Regions from separate parts of the Sus scrofa genome. Here all the other regions are linked to region 2. A link is a contact called in public Hi-C and promoter capture Hi-C data. All regions are on one chromosome and are shown on one strand. Each heading gives the region's core, a stretch centred on a gene start, on an enhancer-like site or on the middle of the called end of the contact. The rest is flanking DNA. Distances are from core to core; before and after follow the strand shown.

What was found. Promoter capture Hi-C pulls out the DNA fragments that hold promoters and counts their contacts. A called contact is a pair of places that touch in the nucleus more often than the background predicts.
Region 1: a Hi-C map of liver shows a contact between it and region 2, with 5 times the contacts expected there. The contact joins the promoter of SNRNP35 here to the promoter of MPHOSPH9 in region 2. A contact is called at or near these places in 1 of 47 Hi-C or Micro-C datasets (liver) and 1 of 2 datasets of contacts at active chromatin or transcription factors (alveolar macrophages).
Region 3: a promoter capture Hi-C map of liver shows a contact between it and region 2, with 4 times the contacts expected there. The contact joins the promoter of ARL6IP4 here to the promoter of MPHOSPH9 in region 2. A contact is called at or near these places in 1 of 5 promoter capture datasets (liver) and 5 of 47 Hi-C or Micro-C datasets (heart right ventricle, liver, mesenteric adipose tissue and 1 more).

What each region holds. Positions count from the first base shown.
Region 1 is chr14:29,474,671-29,478,605 of Sscrofa11.1, reverse strand. It overlaps SNRNP35 (U11/U12 small nuclear ribonucleoprotein 35 kDa protein), which reads left to right and starts at 1,555. Exons shown (of 2, transcript XM_003359089.4): 1 at 1,555-1,730; 2 at 3,909-3,935. The coding sequence starts at 3,912. It overlaps RILPL2 (RILP-like protein 2), which reads right to left and starts at 471. Exons shown (of 5, transcript XM_013982786.2): 1 at 421-471.
Region 2 is chr14:29,657,723-29,662,113 of Sscrofa11.1, reverse strand. It overlaps MPHOSPH9 (M-phase phosphoprotein 9), which reads right to left and starts at 3,086. Exons shown (of 24, transcript XM_021074060.1): 1 at 2,903-3,086; 2 at 1-181. The coding sequence starts at 23. It overlaps C14H12orf65 (probable peptide chain release factor C12orf65 homolog, mitochondrial), which reads left to right and starts at 3,208. Exons shown (of 4, transcript XM_001928287.6): 1 at 3,208-3,358.
Region 3 is chr14:29,886,299-29,890,567 of Sscrofa11.1, reverse strand. It overlaps ARL6IP4 (ADP ribosylation factor like GTPase 6 interacting protein 4), which reads left to right and starts at 2,098. Exons shown (of 5, transcript NR_033706.1): 1 at 2,098-2,750; 2 at 3,270-3,493; 3 at 3,582-3,699; 4 at 4,089-4,158; 5 at 4,240-4,269. It overlaps OGFOD2 (2-oxoglutarate and iron-dependent oxygenase domain-containing protein 2), which reads left to right. Exons shown (of 7, transcript XM_001928564.5): 6 at 1-164; 7 at 239-565. The coding sequence ends at 502.

The DNA.
Region 1 (3,935 bases), core at 306-2,805, 180 kb after region 2:
GAAAAGAAAAGAAAAGGTACTATAAAGAAAGCTATAGATATTCAGGACCTTTGCTTCACGTACAAAATTCAATAAAGACTAAGAACAGTAATATAGGAGTTCCCGTCGTGGCGCAGTGGTTAACGAATCCGACTAGGAACCACGAGGTTGCGGGTTCGGTCCCTGCCCTTGCTCAGTGGGTTAACGATCCGGCGTTGCCGTGAGCTGTGGTGTAGGTTGCAGACGCGGCTCGGATCCCGCGTTGCTGTGGCTCTGGCGTAGGCCGGTGGCTACAGCTCCGATTCAACCCCTAGCCTGGGAACCTCCATATGCCGCGGAGCGTTCCAAGAAATAGCAACAACAACAACAGACAAAAGACAAAAAAAAAAAAAAAAAAAAAAGAACAGTAATATACCCTTAGTAAATGGTGATTTGGCTTACCTTCTAAGAATAAGATTGGAAGCAAAATGAGATGAGTTGTTTGCAGAAATCACCCACTTGTAAGAATGAATCAGAAAATGAGTGAATGAAGAACATCATGAGATACTCATCATCAGATTTATGAAAGCACAACTGTATCAAGTAATTCGTTGTTCAAGTCGTAATCTACCCGAATACACTGACCTAACAAAAAAGAAACATAACATAGTCTGAATGTATACATCTATCTACTCTATAAATATTTACTGACCACATGGGTCTCCCCTCCCACGCCCTGGTTTTAAATCTGGGCATGGGTTCTTAAAGGGTCATTTGGGGGAGTTCCCGTCGTGGCACAGTGGTTAATGAATCCGACTAGGAACCATGAGGTTGAGGGTTCGATCCCTGGCCTTGCTCAGTGGGTTAAAAGATCCGGCGATGCCATGAGCTGTGGTGTAGGTTGCAGACGCGACTGGGATCCCGCTTTGCTGTGGCTCTGGCGTAGGTTGGCGGCTACAGCTTCGATTTGACTCCTACCCTGGGAACCTCCGTATGCCGCGGGAGCGGCCCAAGAAATAGCAAAAAGACAAAAAAAAAAAAAAAAAAAGAATCATTTGGGGACTTTCCAAAAAAATACATTTTTTTCAGAGATTCTGAATTCAGAGATCTCTGTGAGGCTCGGAAAACGGCATTTTAACACGCTTCCACGCGATTCTTGTTTCCGAGCTCACTTTGAAGAACTGTTTTGCTTGTGCGGGGAGCGAATTTGTTAAATTTAGGGGTTAGAAAAACTCTGGGAAAACATACGTACACAGTTTCCTTGTGAACTAGCATACGCATTTTCTAAGGAAAAAAAACAAAACAAAATCAATTTCTCACAGTGAACCTGAGAACGAAAAGTCTCACTGGCGCTCAAAGATCTCTTCAATAAGGAGAGCGATTCTGCGAATCTCACAGGATTAGCAGCACATTCGATAGTCTTCCAACTCAATTGTTCAATTTAGCATTTTTTGTCCTGGCGAAAAATTTTAGAAAAGCGAAAAGTTCATTCTTTTTGGAGACGATACTCAATGGAGCCTTCGATGCTCAATGCATGCGATTAGATTTTTTAAATGAAAGCAAAAACCAAATCAGGGCCCGTGACGAATCTGTAGCTCCCGATGTAAAGTTCCGGTCAGGCGGGCCGGAAGAACCTACCGTCGCTCCACGCTCGGCATCAGTCTCCATGGGAAAGGAATCCCGAGTCTTCTGAAGTGAACCAGAGCGGTTTAGTGGGAGCGGGGCCCACCCAGGCGAGGAGGACCAGGGAATTCCGCCTGGACAGTGTGTCGGTTAGTGTGTGGGCCGCCATGTTGAAGCCGGGCAAATGGGGAGACCTTTTGGGTTTATGCTGCGGGGAGCGGGGGCTATAACTTGGTTGGCAGGATGGTTCCTTCAGTCTTGCGCCTACCTACAAGGTGAGGGGCTGGGAGAGGTAGTCTGAAAGGCCGGCGGCCGAGAGACCGAGGTGCTGCGAGGGGACTGGGAGTATAGACTATCACAGAGACTTCCGCCTTGGCTTCCATAGCCTCACTGCGCGTGCTCGGAGGGCCCTGTGGGCCAGCCTTCAGTTTCCCACCTGGGAAGCGCGGGAGTGTTTTACTATGTATAATCAGCCTGGAGAGGTGTGTCTTGTCTGTTTACTTGTTTAATAATAGCTTTTATTTACATAATGCTTTATAATTATAAAACACTTTCGTAGGCCTTCTGTTATGCAGTGAAGAGGCGCTTAGCAACATTTTACAGATGATTTAAATTTTGCCCAAGATTGCACTAGGTCTTAAACCTGGGTGTTCTGACTCTAATTCCTGCGCTTTTTCACTTTCCGCCCTTCGGTCTTTAATGGTTCATTGACGCACCCATCTCCACCCCCCCCCCATTCATCTTTCACATCCCATCCTCGTTAATGAAATAATGACGAGAATATAAAATTTCAAAGAGATTGTTGAAGGAAATCTCAATATAATGTTGCAACGGAGAAAATACAGCAAGAAAGAATGAGAAGCCGTGAAGCCCGCTGTTTTCTTGGTATTTAGTATTGATAGGAGCATACAGATCGGGAAGGAAACAAAATTCATTTTATCCCTTTATAATTCTCTCCATATTTTAATTTGAAGAGCTCTTAAAGCTTTGAACAGGACTTCTGACCTTGTACAATTATGTCAAAAAATTTTTGGTGGATCGTTGTGAGCTTGTGGAATGGGGGAAGGGGTTTCTCTCCCATTTGGTTGCAGGGGTGGAGAGTGTGGGGGTTTTCAGCCTCAAAACCCAGACCTGGTCAGCTTTTTCCTGTCCCTCTCTCCAAAGCTTTATATTTTATGACAGCCATCTAAGAAAATAGTTAAGAACTTAATTTCTGGAGTCAAGAAAGCCCTTGGTTCTCATTACCTGGCTGGGCTACTTCTGTGTTTTGGGACAAAAGACAGCCGTTTTTGCAGCTCACCTTCCACATCTGAAATAGCAATAACAGAAGTACACGTGTCCTGGTATTGTTGAGAAGTGAAGGGAGATAAGTGCTTAGCACAATGCCTGGCACCTCCTAAGTGTTCAAGACAAGTTAACTATAATTGTTATGGTCTTTGGTTTTTGTTTTTATCTTGCAACCTTATGATGGAGGTAGGAAGTAAGATTAGAACCTTAAGTGAGTTGGAGGCAGAGCCCAAGCCAGACCAAAACCATCTGAAGCTCCTTCCCTTGTTCTAGCTGTTCGTCATCCTTTTACAAGTTACCAGAGAAGTGTCTTTTCCAAAGTTGCTCGCTAATGATGACACACATATACGTCCTCCATTTACAGTTTGGTGGGAGATGATATAATGTCCTGCCTCTCAGTTTTGAATGAAGTGGTCCTTTTGTGTTTGTTTTCCTTTTGCTTTTTAGGGCCGCACCCACGGCATATGGAAGTTCCCGAGCTAGGGGTGAAATCAGAGTTACAGCTGCTGGCCACGGCCACAGCCACAGTCATGCCAGATTTGAGCCACGTCTATGACCTGTGCCACAGCTCATGGCAGTGCCAGATCCTTAACCCACTGAGCAAGGCCAGGAATCGAATCAGCATCCTCATGGATACTAGTCATGTTCTTAACCCAATGAGCCACAATAGTAACTCCCCTATGACCATTTTAAGTCTCTGAAAGGCAAGCCTGGATTTTGACCCATGTTGTAGCATCATAACGTAGTTGGTATGCATCCTACCATGATGGTATACGTCTGTGTTGAGCTCAGGCCTTTGCCTTCTGCTTCTTCCAAGGAGGAGGGCGAGAGAGTGGGTGAGGGCATCCTTGAGCCCTCCGCCCAGATTTGATACTGTCTCCCCTGCTTTCTAACCAGGAGGCTTCAGCCTCTGAGAATCCACCTCCTTCTCTTTTGGAAGAAGAGGTGAATAACAGTATCTGCTTCATGGAGTTGTTGGAAGGATTAACTGCATAGCTTGTAGTAGGTGCTGCATAAACGCTTACTGTGCTCCTCCCTAGAACATGAACGATTGGGTGCCCATCGCC
Region 2 (4,391 bases), core at 1,837-4,336:
TTCCCCAAGTCAAAATCTTCCATAGTGTACAGAAATTGTTACACTCTCTCGTTTGGAAATGCAGATTCTTTCACTGTTTGAAGAAACTGAATCCGAGTCATCTTCAGATGCTTCATCGTCTACAGGCATTTTCAGTTGCTGACATTCAGAACTGTGAAATGTCCTAAGCTCCAGAGAGAGTCTGAAAATGAATGAGGAACAAAAATTACAAAAAGCCACTAAACCTAGCAACTGTCTTTTCAAGACTTTGAAAACCTTGATCCTTTTATATAAATCTATATTAAGGATAGCAACATTATTCATAAGAGCCAAAATTCAGAAACAACGCAAATGTCCATCAACTGAAACATGGATAAACAATGTGATTAGCCATATAATGGAATCTTTTTTCATCACAGAAAAGAATAAAGCACTGATTTATGCTACAATGTGGATGAACACTGAAAACATTATGCTAAGCAAAAGAAGCTCAATAAAAGACTATGTATTGTATGAGTCCATTCATAAGAATTATCTAGAGTAGATAGAAATGAGATTAATGGTTACCAGGAGCTGAGAGAAGGAAAGAATGGGAGTGACTGAAAGGTCTGGGGTATCTTTTGGGGCAGATGAAAAGTTCTAGAATTAGTAGTGATGGTTCTACAATTCTATACTAGTGAATATACTAAAACTCACTGAATTGTATACTTTAAAAAAATTTGCAGTATGCGAATTATATCTCAATAAAAAAACTACAATAATGGTAATTTGCAGAAGTGTTTCTTTTCAGGTTATATTTCAAAACATGTTTGACAGGAGTTCCTGTTGTGGCTCAGCGGAAACGAATTTAACTAGCATCCACAAGGACGAAGATGTGATCCCTGGCCTTGCTCAGTGGGTTAAGGATTCGGCGTTGCCATGAGCTGTGGTGTAGGCCAACAGCTACAGCTCTGATTTGACCCCTGGCCTGGGAACCTCCATATGCCAAGGGTGGGGCCCTAAAAAGACAAAAAAAAAGTTTAATAATCAAAGTTCCAGACACAATTCTACTAGTAACAACTGGAATACTTACATGCCTTGTTCATGTCTTTAACAAGTTCTACCATATTATCTATGCCTGTTGATTCATACAGTGAATAAATGAATAGGAACTACTTAGTATTTAATTTGGTACTGAAAACAGCCAATTAAACTGTTAACAATGGCTTTTTCCCCATATACTATATGCATGGAGTACTTTTGTACTCTATTTTTTAAGAAAAGAAAAAACTCTATGCATATCCAAAAGTACTCTATGCATATGCTACTTCTTAAAAATAACTATTTGCCAGGTCAACTAAAATTTAACTGAAGCTAGATGTACAGAGATAAACTGGTTATAACAAGTCAACTCATGTAGTTTAAAAAAAAAAAAAAAAAAAAAAAAAGGAGCCATGGAGTAAGGGGAAAAAATAAAGAAAACCTATGCTGCTTACAAAACAGAAGTGTTAAGGAATGAGAAAGAGGAAAATTAACTATTATTCTGGTTCCTCTAGGTTCCCACTTTCTAGGGCCCGGTTTGACAAAGCAACCTTGAAAACATCAGCTCATAAAGGAATCATTTCCTTCAGGGACAGGTGTGAAAGCCAAGGGTAACCGGACCTAGCTAAATGATTTCTCCCCAGTGACTCAGCCCATCACCAACGACAAATGGGGTATTGAAAAAGTCAGAGGCTGCACCTTCCATCTGGCAACGAAAATACCGGAATTCAAATCACCTTGCTCTTCTAGCAGGAAAACACAAGCTCTCCAGGGAGGTGCATCTGCATGCAAATGATACCCCATCAATTATTTCCCCCACTGAGTTAATCCGGATGCAGTAGATGCAGATGGAAAACCATGTGAAATGCGATGAGGCTTCCCCAGTTTGGGGGGTGGGGGGAAAGAGCTGGGTGACAGCAGAGATAAATTTTTAAAAAACTGATATAGGAGTTCCCTTCGTGGCTCAGCGGAAAGGAATCTGACTAGGAACTGTGAGAACGCAGGTTCGATCCCTGGCCTTGTTAAGTGCGTTTAGGATCCGGACATACGGTGTAGGTCGCAGACGGGGCTCGGATCTGGCCTGGCTGTGGCTGTAGCCTAGGCCAGTGGCTGCAGCTCCAATTCGACCCCTAGCCTGGGAAACTCCGTATGCGGTGGGTACGGCCCTAAAAAGATAAAAAACCGATACACAATGCAAAATTTTAAAAAGCTGCTGGAGAATGTATATAAGAACTGAGACATTTTTGTATCTTCCAGCAACAAAATATGATGCTTTTGATGTCTCCAGCTCCTAGCAAAAAAAAGGAGTTAACGGGGAAAAGAACAACTGATTCACTGAGAATATGTTAACGAGGCGTTCTGCTTTGTTGGGAACCTGAGAAGGGGGACGGAAGGGATGATTTCAGGTTTTGAGGCCAGATCCTGACATTCTCGTGCTCACAGACGCACCGCAACTGCTGCTGGCGGCTCTCGGATTAAAGTAGGAAGGCGAGGGAGGACCCACGCAGTCGCCTCAACTGTAGACAGTAGAGAGGCCAGAGTTAAAGCCACTGCTCCAACCAATAAACTATAATTATAATCCCCCAAAAGTAAGCAGAGGAAGCTGAGCGGGGGGTGTGGGGGGAGAAAAGCGAAATCCCTCAAGCCCCCCGCCCCTCGGGAAGAGGTGCTCCGCGATTGGGCCGTGAGGATGTCACTCAAGGGCACAGAGTCTAGAAAAGGCTCACGTCCGCAGGCAAAGCCCCACACGCCCGCTGGTTTTGCTGCGGTGGTTTCTGCTGACCGTCGGCTACCCCCGCCCTAACCCATCAGCACACCCAAGGGTCCGCTGAGTTGGTGTCTTCGATATCGCGTCCCCTTTCCCCCGTGACTGGCAGCTCCCCTCAGGCCGGCGGCCGCTTACCTGGCCCCGGCTCTCACTGCTGATGTTACGATCGGGCGAGCGGCCTCTCGCGACCGTTAAACTCGAGGGAGCGTGCGCGCGCCAGACGTCTTAGATGCAATTGGCTGCCCGGAAGGGGGCGGAGACGGCCGAGCCGCGGCCAGCGCGTCGACTTCCAGAGGCCAGTCCCCCAACTCCCAAGGAAGTGGCTGTCGGATGCCTGAGAAAAGAGAGGGGGCGGGGCTGCTGTCAGGTCCTCTCATCTGATTGGCTCTCTGGGAACCTACTGCAGCTACGCGGGAAAGTAGCCTCTGTTTCCCGCATGCGCAGTTAGTAAGATGAAGGGACTCAGGTGAGCGGGGGCTGCGGCAGGAATACCGCGCGTGCGCAGGCCCGGGATCGCGTTTGCTTTCCCGGTCCTGCGATGATTCCGGTTCCTCCAGAACATTGGTGGCGGGAGGCCAGTCCTGAGGTCAGGTAAGCGTCTGCAGAGAAGCCAGGTACCACGATTGCCCACGATCGTCAGGGGCTCCTAGAGAGGACTGGGAACTAGTGCCCCTGAGTTTCCCAGTTCGCAACCCTGAATCGCTCAGCTCATTGACCTGAGGCCAGCCCAGACACCTGAGCTAAATTTTCCCTGAACCTGGTTTACCCTAGGCTGTGGGGATTGGCAAGGGCTCTTCTCGGACCTGAAGTGGGAGAGGAGGAGAGCCCACTTTTGTGGAGAAAACAGTTCCACCGAGGCCCGAGGGCACATGAGCGATGCTCATTTACTCTTTAGGCAGAGCCTTAGGGAGCTGTTAGTGCGCAGCAGGGCTTATTTCAGGCATGGTGGGTGTTCTGCTCTTGCCAGTCCTTTGAAAGGACCAAGGAGAACCCGCATCCCTCCCCGTGGGCCCCCAGCCCGTCTTACACGCGCTGTTCAGTTCTTATTCTTCAGACGAAAGGTTCTTAACCTTTAAGGTACTTCTAGCTGTTAGATTTCCCTTCAGGTGACCTGAGCACACAAGAAAGGGACTTTGCTAGCCCTGTCGTTGAGAAGCCAGGATGGAGAAGATATTTGCCCTTGGAATAGCAAATCTGTGAAGAGACCTTCCATCTGATCTGAGCCTCTTAAGAATACCTAGAATTTTGTTTCAACAGTAAAAATTCAGTCTACCCGAAACTCCATGTGTGAAACATTTCAAGTTTAAATAAATGAAATCCTCCCTCCCCAGTTGTGTAAATCCCCAATCAGTACTGTATGTGTAATACTTAACCAAAATTTAAAAAAAAAAAAATTTTTTTTTTTCTAGCTTACTGCTTGTAGCAGCTTGAAGTAAGATCTCAGCTTCCAGACCAGGGATTGAACCCCAGGCGGTGAATGAGCCAAATTCTAGCCACTAGACCTCCAAGGAACTCCCAAATCAAATTATTTTTAAGCACATGGCTTTCTTTTCAGTGACCATGTTTCAAGCCCCCCCCCCACAAAAGTTTTATCACTAATTTCAGTTGGTTACAAAATTTCTAT
Region 3 (4,269 bases), core at 849-3,348, 230 kb before region 2:
GTGGTGGGGGCTGGCTGGACAGCCACCGTGCCTTCGTGGTCAAATATGCACCAGGCCAGGACCGAGAGCTGGGTTGCCACTATGATAATGCCGAGCTCACCCTCAACGTGTCCCTGGGCAAGGCCTTCACAGGGGGCGCCTTATACTTTGGAGACCTCTTCCAGGTTAGTGTGTGTGATCCGTGGGGCAGGGGCCAGGGCCTCAGGGAGTGCCCAGGCCTAAGCCCAGCTGTCTGCAGGTGCCTTCAGCCCTGGCCCATCCGCTGGAGGTGGAGCACGTGGTGGGCCAGGGCATCCTGCATCGGGGGGGCCAGCTGCACGGGGCCAGGCCCCTGGGCACCGGTGAGCGCTGGAACCTGGTTGTCTGGCTCCGGGCCTCTGCTGTGCGCAACCGCCTCTGCCCCATGTGCTGCCGCAAGCCCCAACTGGTGGACGACGAGGGCTTCGGCGATGGCTTCACTCGCGAGGAGCCTGCCACAGTGGACTTGTGTGCGCTGACCTGAGCCTGGTTGGATCCAGCAGAAATAAACACCCTGCAACCCTCAGTACTTCTTGGTTCAAAAGGATGTGCGGGCTTCTGGGTCATTCTTTCAGTAGACAGGCTGGCTTAGATCAGGGTTTTGTTTGTTTGTTTTTGCCACCCCTAAGCATATGGAGTTCCCAGGCCAGGGATCAGATCCAAGCTGCAGTTGCAACCTATGCCACAGCTGTGGCAATGCCAGATCTGTGCCGGGCCGGGGATTGAACCTGTGTCCTGGCACTGCAGAGATGCTGCTGATCCCATTTTGCACCACAACAGGAACTCCCTTAGGTTGGGCTTGTTAGAACCAGAGGCTGAGATGGGGATTCCTGTGCAAGTGGTTTAAGGAGGGAATACTCTCAGAAGAAGGGGAACCAGGATAGGGCAGAAGCAGCTGGGCCAAATGTGGTTTCAAGAAGGATCCAGCTTCAGCCCAATCTTATAGGCTCTTTGCAGCATGAATGGTACCACAGTTTGCCCCCAACATCAGTTAACTGGCTTTAAGGTATTTCAGGGTAGGGAGGGGGTGAGTAACTTCCCAGACATCCATCTCCAGTGGCCAAGGGAGTCGTCCAGAGAAGGGCACAGGTGTGAGGTGTCAGCAGCAAATACCACGGCTTGGGGCGAGTACACCTGTCTACAAAGAGGATTTGGGCCAGCCACCTAAGGCATCTTCTGGATGGTACAGAGGGGTTACTGCAGAGGGATTAAAAGCAGGGACTCTGGAGCCAGACTGCCTGGGTTCTAATTCTGATTCGATCACTTCCACCTGTGACTGTGGGTAAGCCGTGTGACCTCTCTGTGCTTTACTTTCCTCACCTGGTGAGTATGGCCTAGAGTTGTTCTGGGGCCTCATGTTTATAAAGTGATTTTTAACAGCCCTGTGTCTGCTGCTATCATCACTACTGAAGAGTTTGCAACTTGGCCCCAAGACTGGATGAGGCATGTAGCTATGTTGAAATCTTGAGTTCTGACTTCTTAAGGGAGTGGGAAGATCTGGGAACACCAGGCCCCAATCCGTACTGCAGAAATCAGCAGGGTCTCAGCTGTCCCCACTCTAGACAGGCCTGTGGTGCTCTTGATCACAGGGTCCCTTCCTCATTCACTGCCATGATCCCTCTGGTCCTTATGGACGTTTGAGTGCGATCTCTGTATTACTGGGTGGGGACGATGGAAAGACCAAAGCTCTGGAGCTCGCAGCGCGTTGCAGTGGACACATCCGAAGACAATCCAGAAAGGAAAAGCGGCGCGCAGTAGGGTCGCCTTCTTCCCTGGGGCGCCAGGGAGTCTGGGGGTGCTGCAGGCGCGCCGAAAGAACAGCGTTGGGAGAAGCACAGCTGCAGCAAAAGGCCTGCAAACTCCAGGACTGGCGCCAGGCTGGAGAGCAGGTCTCTCGTCTCGGAGCTCCACCTGTAGGCGGAAGCCTGGATGCCCAACTCGCCTCTCCCGTGGTGATCGCGCCAGGTTCCGTTTCTTGGGCTGCCACAGAAACGGAACCTGGGGCTTCAGAACTAAAGGCAACCGCGCCTCGCTTCGCAGCCGGACTGTCTCCCGAGCAGCACCCCCAGACCGGAAGTCACCCAGCAGCCACTTCCTTACTCTAAGGCGCGGTGCAGGGCAGGTGGTCCGGCCAAATGGACGGTTGAGGCGGGAGCGGAGCAGCTTCGGAGACTTTCTTTAAGGCGGCAAGGCTGCGGAGGGCGCGGGGTGGAGGGTAGGAGTACGCGGAAAGGAATAAAGAACTCACCTGGCAGCTGAGGAACACTGCCGTTCCTAGGGCTCCTGAACTGGATCGCGCAGGCGTGGAGCGTCCGGGCGGGGGCGGGCCCTTAAAGAGGCCGCTGCGGAGAATCCAGGAGCCCGCCGAGAATCTGGGATACCTGGGGGCGAGGGGCGGGTGCGGGTTGTGCGATTGCATAGATCCCCTCATATCCCTGCCCCGGGTGGTGACGGGTATCGATCCCTAGAGGACCAGGTTCTGAGTAGAGCCGCTCTTGGAACCCAGTCTGCGGACCGGCCCAGGGACCCCCAGTTTAAGCGCGTCTCCCCGCCTCCAGCCCACGGCGCTATGGCTCACGTCGGCTCTCGCAAGCGCTCGAGGAGTCGCAGCCGGTCCCGGGGCAGAGGGTCGGAAAAGAAAAGGAAGAAGAGCAGTAAGGACGCTCCCAGGAGCTGCTCGGCTTCTAGATCCCAAAGCCGCAAAGCCAGCACTACCTCCTCTGGGGCGGAGGGTGAGAACCAGAGGGAATGGGAAAGGGGTGAGGGAACTTCATGGAGGAAGTTGCAGGCAGCTGGGCGGGCTTTTCCGGACTGGCTTTGGGAAAATTGCAGAGAGCACTATTCAAAGGAGGACCCAGAGTGTAGATCCTGGGTATCTGGATTGAAGGATGCTCAGAATCCAGCGGCTGGACCAGCCCATTGAATACTGAGTGAAAGGAGCACTTAATCATATCTTTGGTGCAGCTGGGCGGGAGATGTGGGGGCTGGTTGCCCTGCTCCTGGGTGGTCAGTGACTTGGCAGCCCAGAAAGTGCCTCTCCACAGGGTGCTGATCCCTTTTCTGGAAAGCCCTGCCCGAGGGCTTCATGCCTCTGGGGTCAGCCTGAGCCTGCTACAGGCCAGAGCAAGGGGACGAAGGTTTACTTCTTCCCCTCCTGGCCTTCCAGCCTCACCTTCTCCATGCATCACAGAGAGAAGCAAGCACAAGGCCCGGAGGAGACCACGATCCAGCTCTTCCTCCTCTTCTTCCAGTTCTTCTAGCTCCTCTTCCTCCTCGTCCTCCTCCTCTTCCTCCAGCGATGGCCGGAAGAAGCGGGGGAAGCACAAGGACAAGAAGAGGAAGAAGAAGAAGAAAAGGAAGAAGAAGCTGAAGAAGAGAAGCAAGGAAAAGGCCAAGGTGCAGCAAGCTGAGGCTCTGCCTGGACCTTCGCTGGACCAGTGGCACAGAGCAGCCGAGGAGGAAGAGGATGGCCCAGGTACTGTGCTGCCTGGAGTGTGGGAGGCGGGGGAAGGAGGGTCCCTTCCCTGAGGGCTCCCCCACCTCCCTGCCATCTCATCTTCCAGTCCTGACAGATGAGCAGAAGTCCCGCATCCAGGCCATGAAGCCCATGACCAAGGAAGAGTGGGATGCCCGGCAGAGCGTCATCCGCAAGGTGGTTGACCCAGAGACAGGACGCACCAGGTGGGAAGCCTGGCCCCACAGCTGCGACTGGGCACTGGCTCCAGACCAGCACTCTCAGGAGGGGGGCGGTAGCTGCTGTTGCTCTAAAAAGGCCAAGGATGAGAGGGAAAAAACAGTCACTTGGTGGAAATTTCTCAGGCCATTCCTTCCCATTGCCCAGAGCAAATGATGGCAGGGGCTGGAAGGGTCTTGAGGAGGGTTTTCAAAGGGCCGCTGTCTAATGGCAGAGCCTACCAGGCTGCTTTTATCCCAAGGTTGGGCGTGGCCTGGCTCCAGCCACTCAAGGTGGTGGGAGCCTGAGGTTTGTTGCTTCTGCCAGGTGCTTCTGCTTCTGTTGCCCTGGCCTCTTAAGTTAGAGGCTCCGCCTGCCCCGCCCCTCCCCCCTCCAGGCTCATTAAGGGAGATGGTGAGGTCTTAGAGGAGATCGTAACCAAGGAACGACACCGAGAGATCAACAAGGTGGGTGTCGTCCTTTTGCCCAGGCCCACCCCCAGCTCCGCTGCTCATGTGTCCCCTCCTGTGTGCTCTCTTCCCAGCAAGCCACCCGAGGGGATGGTCTGGCCTTCCAGA